Regions from separate parts of the Mus musculus genome. Here regions 2, 3 and 4 are each linked to region 1. Evidence: chromatin contacts called from public Hi-C, HiCAR-type and promoter capture Hi-C data. All regions are on one chromosome and are shown on one strand. The core of a region is the stretch at or near the end of the contact, and the rest is flanking DNA. Distances in the headings are between cores, read along the strand shown. Region 1 holds the start of Pacsin2 (protein kinase C and casein kinase substrate in neurons 2). Region 2 holds the start of Shisa8 (shisa family member 8). Region 3 holds the start of Cenpm (centromere protein M). Region 4 holds the start of Cyp2d22 (cytochrome P450, family 2, subfamily d, polypeptide 22).

What was found. Promoter capture Hi-C pulls out the DNA fragments that hold promoters and counts their contacts. A called contact is a pair of places that touch in the nucleus more often than the background predicts. HiCAR-type assays count read pairs that join an accessible place to other places.
Region 2: a promoter capture Hi-C map of embryonic stem cells shows a contact between it and region 1, with 2.6 times the contacts expected there. The contact joins the promoter of Shisa8 here to the promoter of Pacsin2 in region 1.
Region 3: a Hi-C map of B cells shows a contact between it and region 1, with 6 read pairs. The contact joins the promoter of Cenpm here to the promoter of Pacsin2 in region 1. A contact is called at or near these places in 4 of 39 promoter capture datasets (cranial neural crest, embryonic stem cells, hippocampal neurons and 1 more), 1 of 484 Hi-C or Micro-C datasets (B cells), 4 of 115 datasets of contacts at active chromatin or transcription factors (embryonic forebrain, embryonic stem cells and pancreatic cancer cells) and 1 of 9 other capture datasets (pancreatic islet).
Region 4: a HiCAR-type map of astrocytes shows a contact between it and region 1, with 5 times the contacts expected there. The contact joins the promoter of Cyp2d22 here to the promoter of Pacsin2 in region 1. A contact is called at or near these places in 2 of 39 promoter capture datasets (cranial neural crest and pre-B cells) and 1 of 115 datasets of contacts at active chromatin or transcription factors (astrocytes).

Annotation. Positions count from the first base shown.
Region 1 is chr15:83,462,837-83,466,422 of GRCm38.p6, reverse strand. Pacsin2 (protein kinase C and casein kinase substrate in neurons 2) reads left to right here and starts at 1,817. Exons shown (of 11, transcript NM_001159509.1): 1 at 1,817-1,964.
Region 2 is chr15:82,210,846-82,214,431 of GRCm38.p6, reverse strand. It overlaps Shisa8 (shisa family member 8), which reads left to right and starts at 1,617. Exons shown (of 4, transcript NM_001207021.1): 1 at 1,617-2,543. The coding sequence starts at 2,020.
Region 3 is chr15:82,243,214-82,246,799 of GRCm38.p6, reverse strand. It overlaps Cenpm (centromere protein M), which reads left to right and starts at 2,053. Exons shown (of 6, transcript NM_025639.4): 1 at 2,053-2,177; 2 at 2,588-2,667. The coding sequence starts at 2,121.
Region 4 is chr15:82,378,725-82,382,310 of GRCm38.p6, reverse strand. Cyp2d22 (cytochrome P450, family 2, subfamily d, polypeptide 22) reads left to right here and starts at 2,051. Exons shown (of 10, transcript NM_019823.4): 1 at 2,051-2,233.

The DNA.
Region 1 (3,586 bases), core at 568-3,067:
AATGTCACTGTGTTTGATATTGTTGCCCCTTGTCTTTGCTAGGTTCACCGAACACTTGCCAGCTGCTCCCCCCCACCTTGTATTCTTTTGTTTTGTTTTGTTGAGACAGAGTCTGGATATGTAGCCTTGGCTGTCCTGAATCTCACTATGCAAACCAGGCTGGACTTGAACTCACAGAGCTCTGCCAGCCTCTGCCTCCTGAGAGCTGGGATTAAAGGCATGTACCACCATGCCTGGCTATCTCTACTTCTAGACATTGGAATTACTGAGATGATTTTTTTTTTCTTGAAGGAGTCACAGACATCATTGTTAAAAGGGTATTTTACAGGCAATACAGCTAGCCTCTGGGTAATTAAATAAATACATAAATAAATACATATTGAAAATGTTGGTCACTGTAAGGATATGAGTGGGGGAGGTTATTTTATATTTTCTGGGTGGGGGAGGGGCAAGGTCTCATATAGCTTAGGCTGACCTGAACTCTCTATGCAGTTGAGGATGACTGTGAATTCCTGATCTTTCTGCCTCTACCTCCTAAATGCTGAGATTACAGGCAGGTACCACTATGTCCAGCCTGAAAACTGGACTTCCTGTGTAGCTGGGGATGACCTTGAACTCCTGACCCTCCTGTTCTACCTTCCAAGTGCTACCTACTACATCTGCCTTTTCTGTTTTGTTTTGTTTGCAGGGAGGTTGAGGCAGGGTCTTACTATATATTCCAGGCTGACCTTACCTTTTTTTCTTTCTTTCTTCCAATTACTCGGTTGCGTAGGCTGCCTGGAGCTCTCAGCCATTCTCCTGTATCCGCCTCTTGAGTACTGGGATTACAGACACTAGCCACTGTCTGCCACCATTTACTCTTTACTCCATACAGTTCCCAGAAAGTTACCTGCTGTCAGTTTCTCAGACCCTCACCCACGCATCGCTTACTGTCCTCCTGGCCGGGACTGTGTGAGGTAGTGCTCAGCGAGGTATTAGCCGTTTTGGCTCATTATTTCTCTTTGCTCATAGGGCCAACCTCCTATCTGGCAGCGCTATGTGAGAAGCAGAAAGTCTGTATATTGTCTGGTGCTCTGATGGCCATATCGGCATCCTCTGGAGGGAAGTCTCTCCACCCCACTTCCTCTTCTTTTTTGTGTTTTTGGTTAGCCTGTAACACACTATGTAGACCACAGTGGCCATGAACGCAGAGATCCACCTGCCTCTGCCTCCTGAGTGCTGGGATTAAACGCGTGCGCCACCATCCCTGGCTTGGAGGAAACTTTCTTTAAAAAAAAAAAAAAATTGTGTGTATGAGTGTTAGCATGTCTGTACCTCGTGCGTGCCTGGTACCAACAAAGGCCAGAAGAGGGCGTCAGACAGATAACCCTCCAACTGGAATTTCAGATCAGGGTAAGCCTCTACGTACTAGGTACTTGGAATGGAATCCGGGTCCTCTAGAAAAGTAGCAATTTCTCCAGATCCGAGGAAACTTTCTCAAAGTCCACCTTATCTGAATTATAGATCAGGGACCGCAGTTGTTCTGGGTGCTAGGGAAACCACAAAACTCTGGCCCACTTTAAAAAAAAGTCCTTTAGTCCCGGTCCTTTGGGCGTCTCCCAGGGAGTGACCCGTGTTGGCCTCTCAGCGGCTTAAGTAGTAGCTCCTCGTTTGACTGACAGGAAAGGCCGCTAATGCTAGCCCAAGGTAGTTCCTTTAGCTTCTGGGGGGGCGTGCCGCCTCCGCTTTAGACTATCCAATCTGGAGCGCCGCTGGGCCGAAGGGCGGGGTCTGGATGCAGGCAACCAATAGGGCGAGCACAGCGGGCGCGGCGGGGGCGGCGCGGTCGCGGCTGGCGGCAGAAGCGGCTGCGGCGGGTCTGGGCAGGGCCGGGGAGCTCGGTTGGAGCGGAACGGGAAGGGGTCGGAGTCGCAGCCCGGCCGGGGCGGCGTGCTCAGTGGGACCCGAGGCGAACGGCGGCCGAGGTGAGGGGTGCGCCGCGACGGTTGGGACACGGGTCGGTGGCCGCGCCTACCCCTGTCAGGCCGCGCTGGGGCCGAGCGCGCGGGGCCGCGCCGCTCGAAACTTCTAGTCCGCGCGCGGGGGGCCACGCGCCGGCGGGCGGAGCCCGGGAGGCCCGAAGGGCGGCCGGAGCGGACGAGTCCCACGCGGACGCACTCATGGGGCGCTTTGCAGACTCTTGCCTTCCATTTCCGTCCTCCCCACACTCTGTGACCGCCGTGGTGAGAGCCAAGCCTGACCGGTGAACACGAACTAGGGGTGTGAGGCGAGACAGGAAAGGCTGCATGCTGTCCTTTTTGACTTTCATAGTTTTCGAGACTCAGTGGATCCGAATCGTCAATTCCCTCCTACCTCCCGTGGGGGCTCTAGAGCCGCGTTCTCTTCTCTTCCCAAAGACCCCAGGCTTGCGGACCCCCTCTGAGAAGGTCCACTTTTCTTTTTTTCCAGGAGTGGATCCAGAGGAGCTGGCTAGGGATCTCAAGGCCTTAGAGGTTAGACCTGGAAGTAGACACGCCCCAGGGGTGCTGCGTTCTTGTTGGCCCCTTGAGGGAAGATAGTTTTGGTCCGGGCTGTGTGCACCATCCCTGGCCCTTGTCGGCTTCCCTTGACCGCAGCTGTCCTTAGGTTTAGTGATGAAGGGGGAGTAGGTTGCTGACAGTCTCCAGGGCTACTCATTAGCGGTTTAGCAAAAACACTTCTGCACTGTCCTGATGTAAATCTATTTAATCCCGAGTTGTGGACGTGAGCTCACACCTTCCTACCCCCTGCAGGTTTTCCACTTTGCTTAAGTTCTGGTCTTGCACCTCTGGGATTGTCAGCTTGGAGCCCCTGGTGAAGGGATCAGCCAGGTGAACTGGGTTCTGTGTTAGCCTCCCTCTTCCGTCCCTGGGCGCTCAGATTCACTTTTCCACAGAAGTCCGGATTTGAGAGTTAGCGTAGTTGGGGGTTCTCCTGACTTTCCTGGAACACTCTAGTCTGTGCATTTACACTGAACTGTAGAGTTTGGCAGTCTCCTTGGTGAAGCTATGCTACTTTAGCCGTGAGGCCACTACATGAAAAACTTGTGTGATGTGTGCAGTTTAGAGGCTTTAAAGAAACTGATCATTGGGCTGATGGATATTTATTACTTGGGAAAGTAGCTGAGCACAGAGGAGTAGCTGACTGATTAGATCTGCTCTCTCTGTGCAGGATTTTTAAAGACTCATTGGACTAGAAATGGTATTTTAGTTCATGCTGTTTGGGGAGCTAGGGTTTGTTATTTCCAACCATAATAATTAGTGTAAAAGTGTGTGTATGTAAGAAACACATCTAAGTTTCCATGTTGTCTGGTAGAGAGAGGTGCCATTGGCTTTTCCGTAGTCCTCAGTGCCAGTACAGGTTTCTAATGGCCAGGCATTTCTAGGGGGAAGATAGGGGGTTGCCCTTAGTTTTAAGGGGTTTGTTTTGGACGCAGGGTCTCACTGAGTAGGCCAGGTTGGCTTGGACTTTTCAGAGATCTGCCTGCCCCTGCCTCTTGAGGGCTGAGATTGAAGGTGTATTACACCGTACCTGGCCACCCTTAATCTTTTTATTCTTTTCTTTTACC
Region 2 (3,586 bases), core at 368-2,867, 1.3 Mb after region 1:
TTTTCCAAGACAGGGTTTCTCTGTGTAGCCCTGGCTGTCCTGGAACTCACACTGTAGACCAGGCTGGCCTCGAACTCAGAAATCTGCCTGCCTCTGCCTCCCAAGTGCTGGGATTAAAGGTGTTCTTTCTTTTCTTGAAACAGAATTTTCCAATAAAGACTGGGCTAGCCTGGAACTCACCGTGTAGACCTGTGGTTCTCAACCTAGGGGTTGGGTGTCGAATATCCTACATATCAGATATTTACACTACGATTCATGACAGTAGCAAGATTACAGTTATAAAGGAGCAATTAAACAATTTTATGGTGGGGGTCACCATGAGGAACTATGTCACAGGGTTGCAGCATCAGGAAGGTTGAGGACCTCTGATTTAGATTAATTTTGCCTCAAGGAATCCCCCTGCTTTGTCCTTAGTGTGTGAAAGGACACTATTTTGTTCTGTTTGCTTTTTGAGACAGGGTCTCAGCACATTGCCCTGGCTGGTCAAAGTTGTGAGCCCAAGTGGTCCTCCTTCTTCAACCTCTCCGCAAGCCTTCAGTACTGCTATGCCATTGCTGGCACCAAGAAGACCTTTTTGTTGTTGTTGGTTTTTTTTTTTTTTTTGTTTTTTTGTTTTTTTTTTTTTTCTCGAGACAGGGTTTCTCTGTATAGCCTTGGCTGTCCTGGAACTCACTTTGTAGACCAGGCTGGCCTCGAACTCAGAAATCCATCTGCCTCTGCCTCCCAAGTGCTGGGATTAAAGGTGAGTGCCACCACTGCCTGGCTCCAAGAAGACCTTTTGACCTTAACCATAGCAACTGAGGCAGGGAGAGGCAATGACTGGCATCAGGGTCATATTCTCCTTAGCAGCTCAGCGGGGGAGTGGTGGAATGGGGCATTGAGCCATGCCTCCTCATTCTTTCCCTAAGCTTGTGAAAGGACCTGGGAGTCCCAGGGAGTGAGAGTTGAGGACAGACAGGGGAGTACAACTGGCCTGGTCCCCAGGACCTGCTCAGCCTTCTATAGCAGAGGCCGCGGAGGGGAGCCGACCACTTGAGGGCTCTGGCCAGACTGTTTCCAGAACTGGGACATCCTAGGACCCCAGCCAAATGTCCAGGTTTTAGAATCAGGGCACATGCTCTGGGGCAGACCAGAGAGGGGTTGATCAAAGCTTGATTCTGCCATTTTTGTGTTGGGGGTCCTTATTGTGCCTTCCTCATTCATGTCAGGACCAGACACAGGAATGGAACATTGGGGCGTGTGTGTGTGTGTGTGTGTGTGTGTGTGTGTGTGTGTGTGTGTGTGTTTGTGAGTCCCTTCCCAGTGAATTCCAGGCTGCTTTGATCTCTATGCCTCTGTCCCCTTACTTAAAAAAGCAGGGAATCGCTCATCCAAGGTTGCCAAGATCCGAATCCCCAGATCTTAAGCTGAGCCCCCTCGAGGGCCCAATTCCGACAACAGTTTGAGGGAGGTCTTGGAGAGGGTCCCTGGTCGGGCGCGCTTGCTGCACTGACCTTACAGAACCCCTCCCTCCCGGCGCAGCGGCCGCGCTCCTCCCCCGGTTCTGCCTCCCTCCCGCCCTCCTCCCCTCGCTCCCTCCCGCCCGCCCGAGCCCGCGCCGAGCCCGCGCCGGAGCCGGAGCCGGAGCCAGAGCGCGGGCACCGCGGAGCGGGCGGCGGGAAGACAGAGGTGTCCGGCGACCCGCCGCCCGGCGCAGTCTCCAAAAGACCCAGGCCCCGCACGCCCTCCCGGGTCAGAGGGAGCTGGGGACTGTGCAGGCGAGCACTCGCCGCCCGCCTCCACCGTGCGCAGTCCGAGGTGAGCCCCGGAGGAAAACGCGCCCACCGGAGATCCAGCCCCGCGTACTCTACACCGAGCTCACTTGTGTCTGGAACCGCAGACGCACCAGGAGGCGTCGGCGGGGAGACTGCGCGGGCAGCTGGGCGACCGAGCGACCGGTCCCGGAGGGCTGGGGGAGCCTGGCAGAGCGGCCACGCGCCGAGCCATGCGCCGGGCGCAATAGCAGAAGGAGCGGGCTGCATGGAGCGCGCTGGGGCGCGGGGACAGCGCTGTGGCCGGCGCTCGCATGGGCTCCCGCTCGCACTCCGACTGGCGCTGCTGCTGGCAGGGTCGCCGTCGGGCCGCGCGGGGGCTCCCGAGGAGCAGGAGATCGCAGGGTCCGGTACCGTGGCACCGGCGGGAGGCGACCGCTGCCGCGGCTATTACGACGTGATGGGCCAGTGGGACCCGCCCTTCAACTGCAGCTCGGGCGTCTACAGCTTCTGCTGCGGCACGTGCGGCTACCGCTTCTGTTGCCACGACGGCCCGCGCCGCCTGGACCAGAGCCGCTGCTCCAACTACGACACACCGGCCTGGGTGCAGACTGGCCGGCCGCCCGCCCGCGCCCGTGACACCGCCGCCCCGCGCGACCCGGCCCGGGAGCGCAGCCACACTGCGGTCTACGCGGTGTGCGGTGTCGCCGCTCTACTCGTGCTGGTCGGCATCGGGGCGCGCCTGGGCCTGGAGAGAGCGCACAGCCCCCGCGCTCGGCGCACGGTGACCAGGTGAGTGCGCCCGCTTGCCTGCCCGCCCGTCCTGTCTTCACTGTCCCTAGCTGGCTCCAAATTTCACTGCAACTGCATCCTTCTGGACCCTCTAAATCTTTGGCCTCTCCGCAGTCCCTTTCTCTTTTTGTTTTGTTTTGTTCTTTTGGACCTCTCTCCCCCGTCTCTGCTTCACAGAGGGAGATAGATACCTGATAGCTCTCTCTCCCCTTGACCTTCCCTGCCTGTACTGGGCTCTGGATCCTCCTTGTGGCTCTAACCTCCTCTGCGGAAGACAAAAAGTCGCTGTCCAAGGAATGAGGCACGGACGATGGTCAGGAAAGCCACTGGACTGGGGCAGTTTTAAGGTGGTCGTGGGCTTAGCGAAGGGAGAGGATGCTTGCCGGGTTCCCTTGCTGCATCTCCCTCTCCCGCCCTCCTCCCACCTCCATCCATTTCCCCAACCCAGTGTGACTCAAACCTGACCTTCATTCCTTGGAATTTCAGAAGCATCCCCTCCCCAGTAAAACCCCGCCCCCCCGCAAAGGTTCCCCCCCCCCCCGCAAAGGTCTGGCTTTCCAGCTGCTCAGAATGGGAGTGTGGAGGGATGTAGACCTGTGTTTTAGAGACCTGCCAGATGCTGGCTAAGTTTTGAGTTTATTTTGACTTGTCAGCCGAATGGGAACGCTGGGAGCTGAAATTCTGTCCTGACCATGGCTGGATCTCTTCCACTTAGGCCCCCCAGCAAATCCCCTGCCCTGTTTGTGCTCTCCCTTCCTTTCCACCCAGGTCCCAGCCCCACTGGGCATGTAGACTGTTGGCACCACATGCAACAGGCAGCAAGTGGGAGTTATAATAAAGAGCTGCCCCTTCTCCCCCTCCCCCACCATACACATGTGGTGGACCAGATGTGCACAGGGGCAGATCATGAGAGTAGTTGCCCCCAGACCACTTAGCCCATCCCTTCCAGACACCTGGAGGGCAGAGAGGGTGATGAGCTGTCCCCATAGACAACCCAGCCGTCAGCCCAGCTGCCTGCAGTACCCAGGACCCATGATTTTCTC
Region 3 (3,586 bases), core at 804-3,303, 1.2 Mb after region 1:
TCCTTTATTGCCCTCTGCCTTATTCCTTTGAGGGAAAGTCTCTCACTGAGCTGAAATTAGGACCTCATTGTCATGGCCCAGGAAGGTTGGAATTCTCCTCAAAGACTTGGAGGAAGTTCAGGCAATGGAGCACTCATCAGAAGCCGCTGGTTCACTGACCCAGCTGAGGAGACAGGGAGCAATCACATTGGCTGGACTGGTTCACGTTAGCTTTCAGTAAGTGCAGGGCTCCCTGCCCTTTGTAATATGTCAGCTGAGTAGAAATCTTCTGAGACAGATATGGACTAGGGACAGAAGTTAAAGTTTAAGAATGTAAATGATATGAAAAGACTAGGCTGACTCCATGACAGGCTTCAAACTGACAGTTTAGGAGACTAGGCCTAAGAACTGGGCAAGTCCAGGCAAGCCCAGACAGGCTGGTTAATAGAAAAAACAAACAAACATAAAAAACAGGCTTTAGGCCGCTAGTTAGAAGCTCCCCCGCCAACCGGGTATGGTGGCGCACACCTTTAATCTCAGCACTCAGGCAGAGGCAGGCGGATTTCTGAGTTCGAGGCCAGCCTGGTCTACAGAGTGAGTTCCAGGACAGCCTGGAACTATAGGCTGGAACAGAGCTATACAGAGAAACCCTGTCTCAAAAAACAAAAAAACAAAACAAAACAAAAAACAAAAACAAAATAAATAAATAAATAAATAGAAGCTGCCCAGCCATCAGGAGCTGCCTAGCCACCTGGCCAGAGGCCAGGACAATGGATCAGCAACAGTTTCCAGATTTCCTCAGCTACTTCCTCAGCCACAGTTTCTAGACCTCACTTTCCAGCCCCATTCCCTGGTAATGGAATGACCGTGGAGATGGACCAAGATATAGGTTACCTACCTATATCTTGTGCTTTAAATCTCAGGCCTTCAAACTTACTTGGTTGTCTCTCTATTCTGGTAATGGGAGACCCCAGCATGCTAGACTTCTGCAGAATAAAACACTCTGTGTTTACATACTATTGAATCCCGGGTACCATTCTTCAGTGAATCCCGGACTCATACATTTGTACCTTTCAGGCCCCTAATCCTGGTACTTGCGGGAGGGGAGGAGTCCCAAGACCAAGGGAGAAAGAGATCACAGCCTTGGGAATAGACATGTGGGGAAACAGGCTGTACTTATCTGAACAACCAACCATTAAGAGTACTGGCTGCTCTTGGACCCAGGTTGGATTCAGAGTATCCACATGGCAGCTCACAACAGTCTGTAACTTGTTTCAAGGTTAACTGACAACCTCTTGGGGGGAGGGGGGGGGGCATTGTGCACATGGTGCACATGCAGGCAAGAACACCCGTACCCATAAAAGAAAAAAATTTTAAATTAAATTGAAAATCTTTTTTTTTAAATGCAATAAATCTTTTTGTAGAACGAAGATAGTAGAGGCTGACTGGAGAGATGGCTCAGCAATTAACATGGCACCTGAATTTGCTTCCAATGGGAACCAAATACCCATCATGTCAAGTGGTTCAGAACTGCCTCTAAATGCAGTTCCAGAGACTCTGACTCCCTCTTCTGAATTCTACAGCCGCCTCCACTCACATGAGTCCGCGTGCGCGCACACACACACATTTGCACGTAATTAAAAATAAATCTTGGGGGGCTGGCGAGATGGCGCAGAGGTTAAGAGCATTGACTGCTCTTCTGAAGGTCCTGAGTTCAAATCCCAGCAACCACATGGTGGCTCACAACCATCCGTAATGAGATCTGATACCCACTTCTGGTGTGTCTGAAGACAGCTACAGTGTACTTATATGTAATAAATAAATCTTTAAAAAAATAAATCTTGGGAGTGGGGAGTAGGGGCAGAGACAGAACAGGCTCTTTTAAGAGTGGCGGTTCCTGCCAGGCGTGGTGGCGCACGCCTTTAATCCCAGCAGGACAGCCAGAGCTATACAGAGAAATCATGTCTCGAAGGAAAAACAAACAAACAAACAAACAAAAAAGAGTGGCGGTTGCTTTTAAAAGTGGCGGCTCAGAAAGCCCCGCCCGGACATGCGTACCGCGCCCCGCCCACTAGAGAGGCGGGCCTTGCGACGGTTTGAAAGCGCCATGCGCTGAGCCGAGTGGCGCTGCTGCCGCTGAGATGTCGGTGCTGAGGTCGATGGACAAGCTGCCCGACCTGAACAGGGCTACCGTCTTGGTAGGTGCGGGCAGCGCCCCTGGACCGGCTTCCCCGCAGCCAAAGCCGGTGCCCTTCCTCAGCCTCAGCGCGCTCCGACAGCGGGGGGCGGGCGGACGGGCGCGTTACTCTGGACCAATCGGAGCGGCGGCTCGCGAGGCTGAGGGACGCCTCCACCAATAGGCGCGCGGCTGATTTTACCACCGGCTGAGTGGGCGTTCCAGTTCGAACGTGGCTTTCCCGCGTTTCGAGGAGGAGGCCGGGCGGTCCCCCTCCGTGGATGGCTCCTTAGGGCTCCTCTTCTGAGGAAATGGCTCCCTCCGAGCCGCCTCTAGCTGAGTGTGTACCCCCAGGAGGGATTCGGAGTGCGGGGCCCTCCAAAGGAGCCGCCCTGCTCGGATCTCCATCTGCCTGGTTCTCTCCCTTCGCAGCTGGTGAGCACCGAGGATGCGCTTCTGCAGCAGCTGGCGGAGTCGATGCTCAAAGATGACTGTGCGTCCGAGCTGAGGGTGTAAGTTGCTGAGATTGTAGCCTGAACTCTGGGCTAACATGAGGGACGGGAGCCTGCAGGAGAGAGGGTCCCGCTCCTAGCTGTCATCAGTCCTCCGTGATCCTGCCTATGGTTGCCGAGTTGGCTCCTTTACTGGTCTCTGCAAATGTTCATAGCTCATAACGCACGCCAAAAACACACTCACGGGTTGCGTATTTTCTCATTGACAAGGCTCAGAGTTTAGACGTCAGCATGTAAAAACAACGGGGGAGGTGTGTTTTGGTTTCCTTTCTTTCTCCTCTTGCTGTGATAAAATACCCCGACAAAAGCAGCTTCAGGGAGAAAGGACATGTTTGGCTCGCTCCTTGCTGCAGAAGTCATTGCTGCTGGAATTTGAAGCACTTGGTCACTGTATATCCACAGTCAAGAGGAAGCAACGAACAAGCACATGCTTGCAAGTTTTTATCTGGCTTTCTCCACACTGAAGACAACTCAGAATCCTTCCCTAGGGGATTGTGCCACTTGTAGTGGGCCTTCCTACCTCAGTCCAATTAAGAAATTACAAACGAAGGCTGGAGAGATGGTCAGCGGTTAAGAGCACTGTCTACTCTCACAGAAGTCCTGAGTTCAATTCCAGCAACTACATGGTGGCTCACAACCATCTGTAATGGGGTCCGTTGCCCTCTACAGGTGCATGCAGATAGAGTACTCACACATAAAATAAATATTTAAAAACATTACAAGGCATCTAGAAAGTTGAGACTCCCCAAGATGACTGACTCTAGGTTGTGTCCAATTGACAATTAAAAGTAACTATAACAAGGTGACCAGAACCCCAGGGGAGTAGAAAATAAACACCGTTTATCTCCAGGCCAACACAAGGACACATTTGTAACCACAGCTTTATAAGGCGAAGGCAGGAGGCTCCAGGCCATTCTCT
Region 4 (3,586 bases), core at 802-3,301, 1.1 Mb after region 1:
AAAAGCTACATTTGGCACCTAATGTGGCAGACTGTTTGAAAGAAAAAGAAACAATGGAAGACATGTGGCTACCATTGTGGCTAGGCAGAATGGGAGGCTTGATTTCAAGTACAATAGAGCAGAGAGAAAGGAGCTAGAGAGAGTAGTTGTAGGAGGGAGAGAGAGTATTAGGATTGGGGAGTAGGAAGAAGTAAGGTCCAGGAAACAGAAGAGTAGAGTCAGAGAAGACAGTTGATGCAGGAGGAAAGAAAACTGAACAGGGCTAGAGAGGGGAAGAGATTTTTGAAGAGTGAAAATAGGAGACAGTTGAAAGTGAATTGGGCTAGCAGACTGAGAAGACAGTTGGTGACAGTTGAGCCAGGAGAAGCTGAGCTGAGAGCCAGAGAACATATTGTGAGGAGACAGATAAAAGAACTCACAAAGTATTGGTAAGAATATAAAGGAAAAAATAGGAAGCAAAAAGCAACATTTACAAAAATACGCTACAATCCCCTGTGGTGCCTGCTTCAGCTTCTGCCATGACTGTCCTATGATGGACTGTGACCTAGAAGTGTAAGCTGAAACCAATCCTTCCCCCCCCCCAAGTCACTGTTGATCCAAGTGTTCATGTCACAGCTATACATCGCCTCTTCTGTTTCCTTTTTATTTCTGCATTCCTTTCCTCTTCCCCTCCCCTCCCCTTGCCCTTCTTGTGTAAGTGGTATCTTAGTGTTCCTCTTTGACCCTCCTTTCATCTCTGTTTTATTATTTTTTTTTATTTGTTTTATTTTTTTTTATTTTATTTGATTCCCATTATTTACTTTGGGGATTAAATCAGCATCTTTTAAAACTTATTGTTAGGGTGTGTACATGGAGTTGGGGGAGATGCCATCTAGAGAGGTCAAAGGACAACATCTGGGATTCCGTTCTCATCTCCCTCCTTGTTAAGGCAGGGTCTCCCTTGCTGTTACTGCCACATTACATATCCCAGGATAGCTGACCAGTGAGCTGCCAGGCATAAAACAACACCTTAAACTTACAAAAACCTTATTTGAATAACAAGTTACCTTCTGTAGTATACAGACACAGGACATCTCGTCTAGTCTCTCACCCTTCCCCGCTATACTATCTTTGCCACAGATAGCATGTTTATATGTTTTGTACTCATGAAGACAGACTTGTAACTGGTGTTCTATGCATCGGTTTTCAGGCATACAGACAAAAAGAAAGGCCTTACAACCCGAAGCACGCTAGCACTTTTACCGCGTTGTTACTGCGCCCTGTGCTCATTTCTTCTATGGCTGTGAGTTAACTGGCTAGCATCACTTCGTTTCAGCATGGAGAACTCCCTCTACTGCGCCCTGTATGCTAAGTCCACTGACACCAATGACCTTCTACATTTATCTGGAAATGACCTGCTTACTACTTAATTCCCGAAGGACATTTCTTTATTCTTAACAAAGAACATGTGGATGATGTTCTTCAGGATGTGCGTGTGTTATCCTGTGTGTGGTCTTCCGGTCTCTGTGGTCACTGATGAAAAATTAACTCTTAATCTCAGCATGATCCCCGTGTGTGTAAAGGGTGAATGAATGACTGCTTTTTACATTCTCACTGCAGTTCCCTCTGTCTTCAGTGTCCACAAGAACCATCTGTCGCTCACTGTGGTCCCTAATCCCTCTGGGAGCACAAGCTAAGTCCCAGGGGGCTCTCTGGGTGCTGGGGGAGATAGCAAGGTTTTGACCTTGGACCTGTCAGGGCTGAAGCCTCCTACTCAGAGCCCCGCCTCCTCGTTGCAGTGCCTCCTCCCAGGAAGGCCCCCCCTCCTCCTCCTCCTCCTCCTCCTCCTCCTCCTCCTCCTCCTCCTCCTCCTCCTCCTCCTCCTCCTCCTCCTCAAATCGGTCTCACCTCCCGGGAGTGGATCCGCCTCCTCAGAGTGTCCCCCTCATGCTCAGAGTGGAAGCCTCCTCCCCAGAATGTATCATCCTCCTCAGAGTTGCTCCGCCTCCTTCCCCTCCTCCCCCGCCTCCTCTTCTCCCCCCCCCCCCAACCCCATTCCTCTCCCGCCTCCTCCTCTTCCTCCTCCCCGTCAGAACGTGCCCTCCTCTTCAGAGTTGCTGCTCCTCACAACTCCCCCTCCACCTCAGAGTGAATCCTCCTGAGTTGCCCTTTTTCCTCGAGCTCCTACTCCTCCTGTTCCTGCGAGGCTCCAGACACCTCTTGCCTCTCCTCGGCTGAGTTTCAGAACGCACCGGTAAAGGCAAGGGTTGCAGGGTTGCGGGTCTGCCCATTCGCTGTACAAGGGGTGCGAGGCGGGCCCCCACCCCAACCCCTGCGCTGGGGCTACCTTGGCACTGGAGCGTAGCAGTCCCTCCCCCTGGGCGGGGCTGGAGTGGGCAGAGGGGAACCTCCAAGGGCCTCCGAGTAAACTGTTTTCCATTGTCCCAAGCTGAGGCTAAGATGCTAGAACCTCCTAGAGTCTGATAGAGGGCAGGTTTTGAAGGGCTCATCCCCTAAGACACAGAGCCTGGGAACCCGCCTGTAGCCAGGCCGCAGGGCTGAGAATCTCTGTCCTATAGTAAGCAGAGTGGAGCCTGACCCTGGACCTTTGCATAACCTGCCCTTTGGCGTGCATTCTAGCCTTATCAGGGACAGGCGGTACCTAAGCAAACCAGACCTCTCTCCGAAGACCTCTCTTTTTGCCCTTTGGGGCTCAGCGAAGGTGGGGAAAAGAGGGTGGGGACGGTGAGTGGACCCTGGACCTCACAAACTCTGCTGCACCCCCTGGAACTGGGATGTTGTTGTCAGTGATTGGCTTAGAGGATCCACCCCCATTTAATTAGGAAAAAAAATCTACACTGAGCTGGGCACAAAATCCCAGCACATGGGAAGCAGGAGCAGGAGGATCTCTGTGAGTTTCTATGACAGTCTGGTCTACATGTCTACATAGTGAGTTCCAAAACAGCCAAAGCTACATAGTGAGACTCTGTCTCAAAACAGGAAGGAAGGAAGGAAGGAAGGAAGGAAGGAAGGAAGGAAGGAAGGATAGAAAAAAAGGGAGTGAAATTCCTTGTATGTTCAGTGTAGAAATTCCCTTTTTTTTTCTATCACCAACTAGAATGTACAGTTAATACCTTGTACTCTATCATGGCTGTCCCTACCCAGCAGCCCACCCAGTTCTTGTGGGTGTCAGGGCAGCAGCAGACACTGGAGTATTCTCTCTGTAAACAGCCAAGCATTCCTCGCACCAAGTGTCCTACAGTTCTTGCCTATGTTAACTAACAGACTATTCTAGAGATTTGCTTTCCTTCCCAGCTGTTGGTTTCGTGGGTTTAAACCAGATTCCATACCGTAGCTCAGGCTGGCCTTGAACTTGATGCAATCCTGCTGCTTACAAGTAAACTACCGTGTGTATTTAGCCCTGAAGTTTTGAAAGTGTTACTGCCCACCCACCCCCCAGCTCTGAGGGTGTGAAGGGTCGGAGGTTTTTCCTGCAGGGACTGTCTGAAGGAGCTAGAAAGAGTTGCCTTGGGGCTCCCAAGGAGAACAGCAGAGCAGCTGAACTAAAGGTTTTGGAGTAATTCTTAATGGAACACAATGTTTCAAG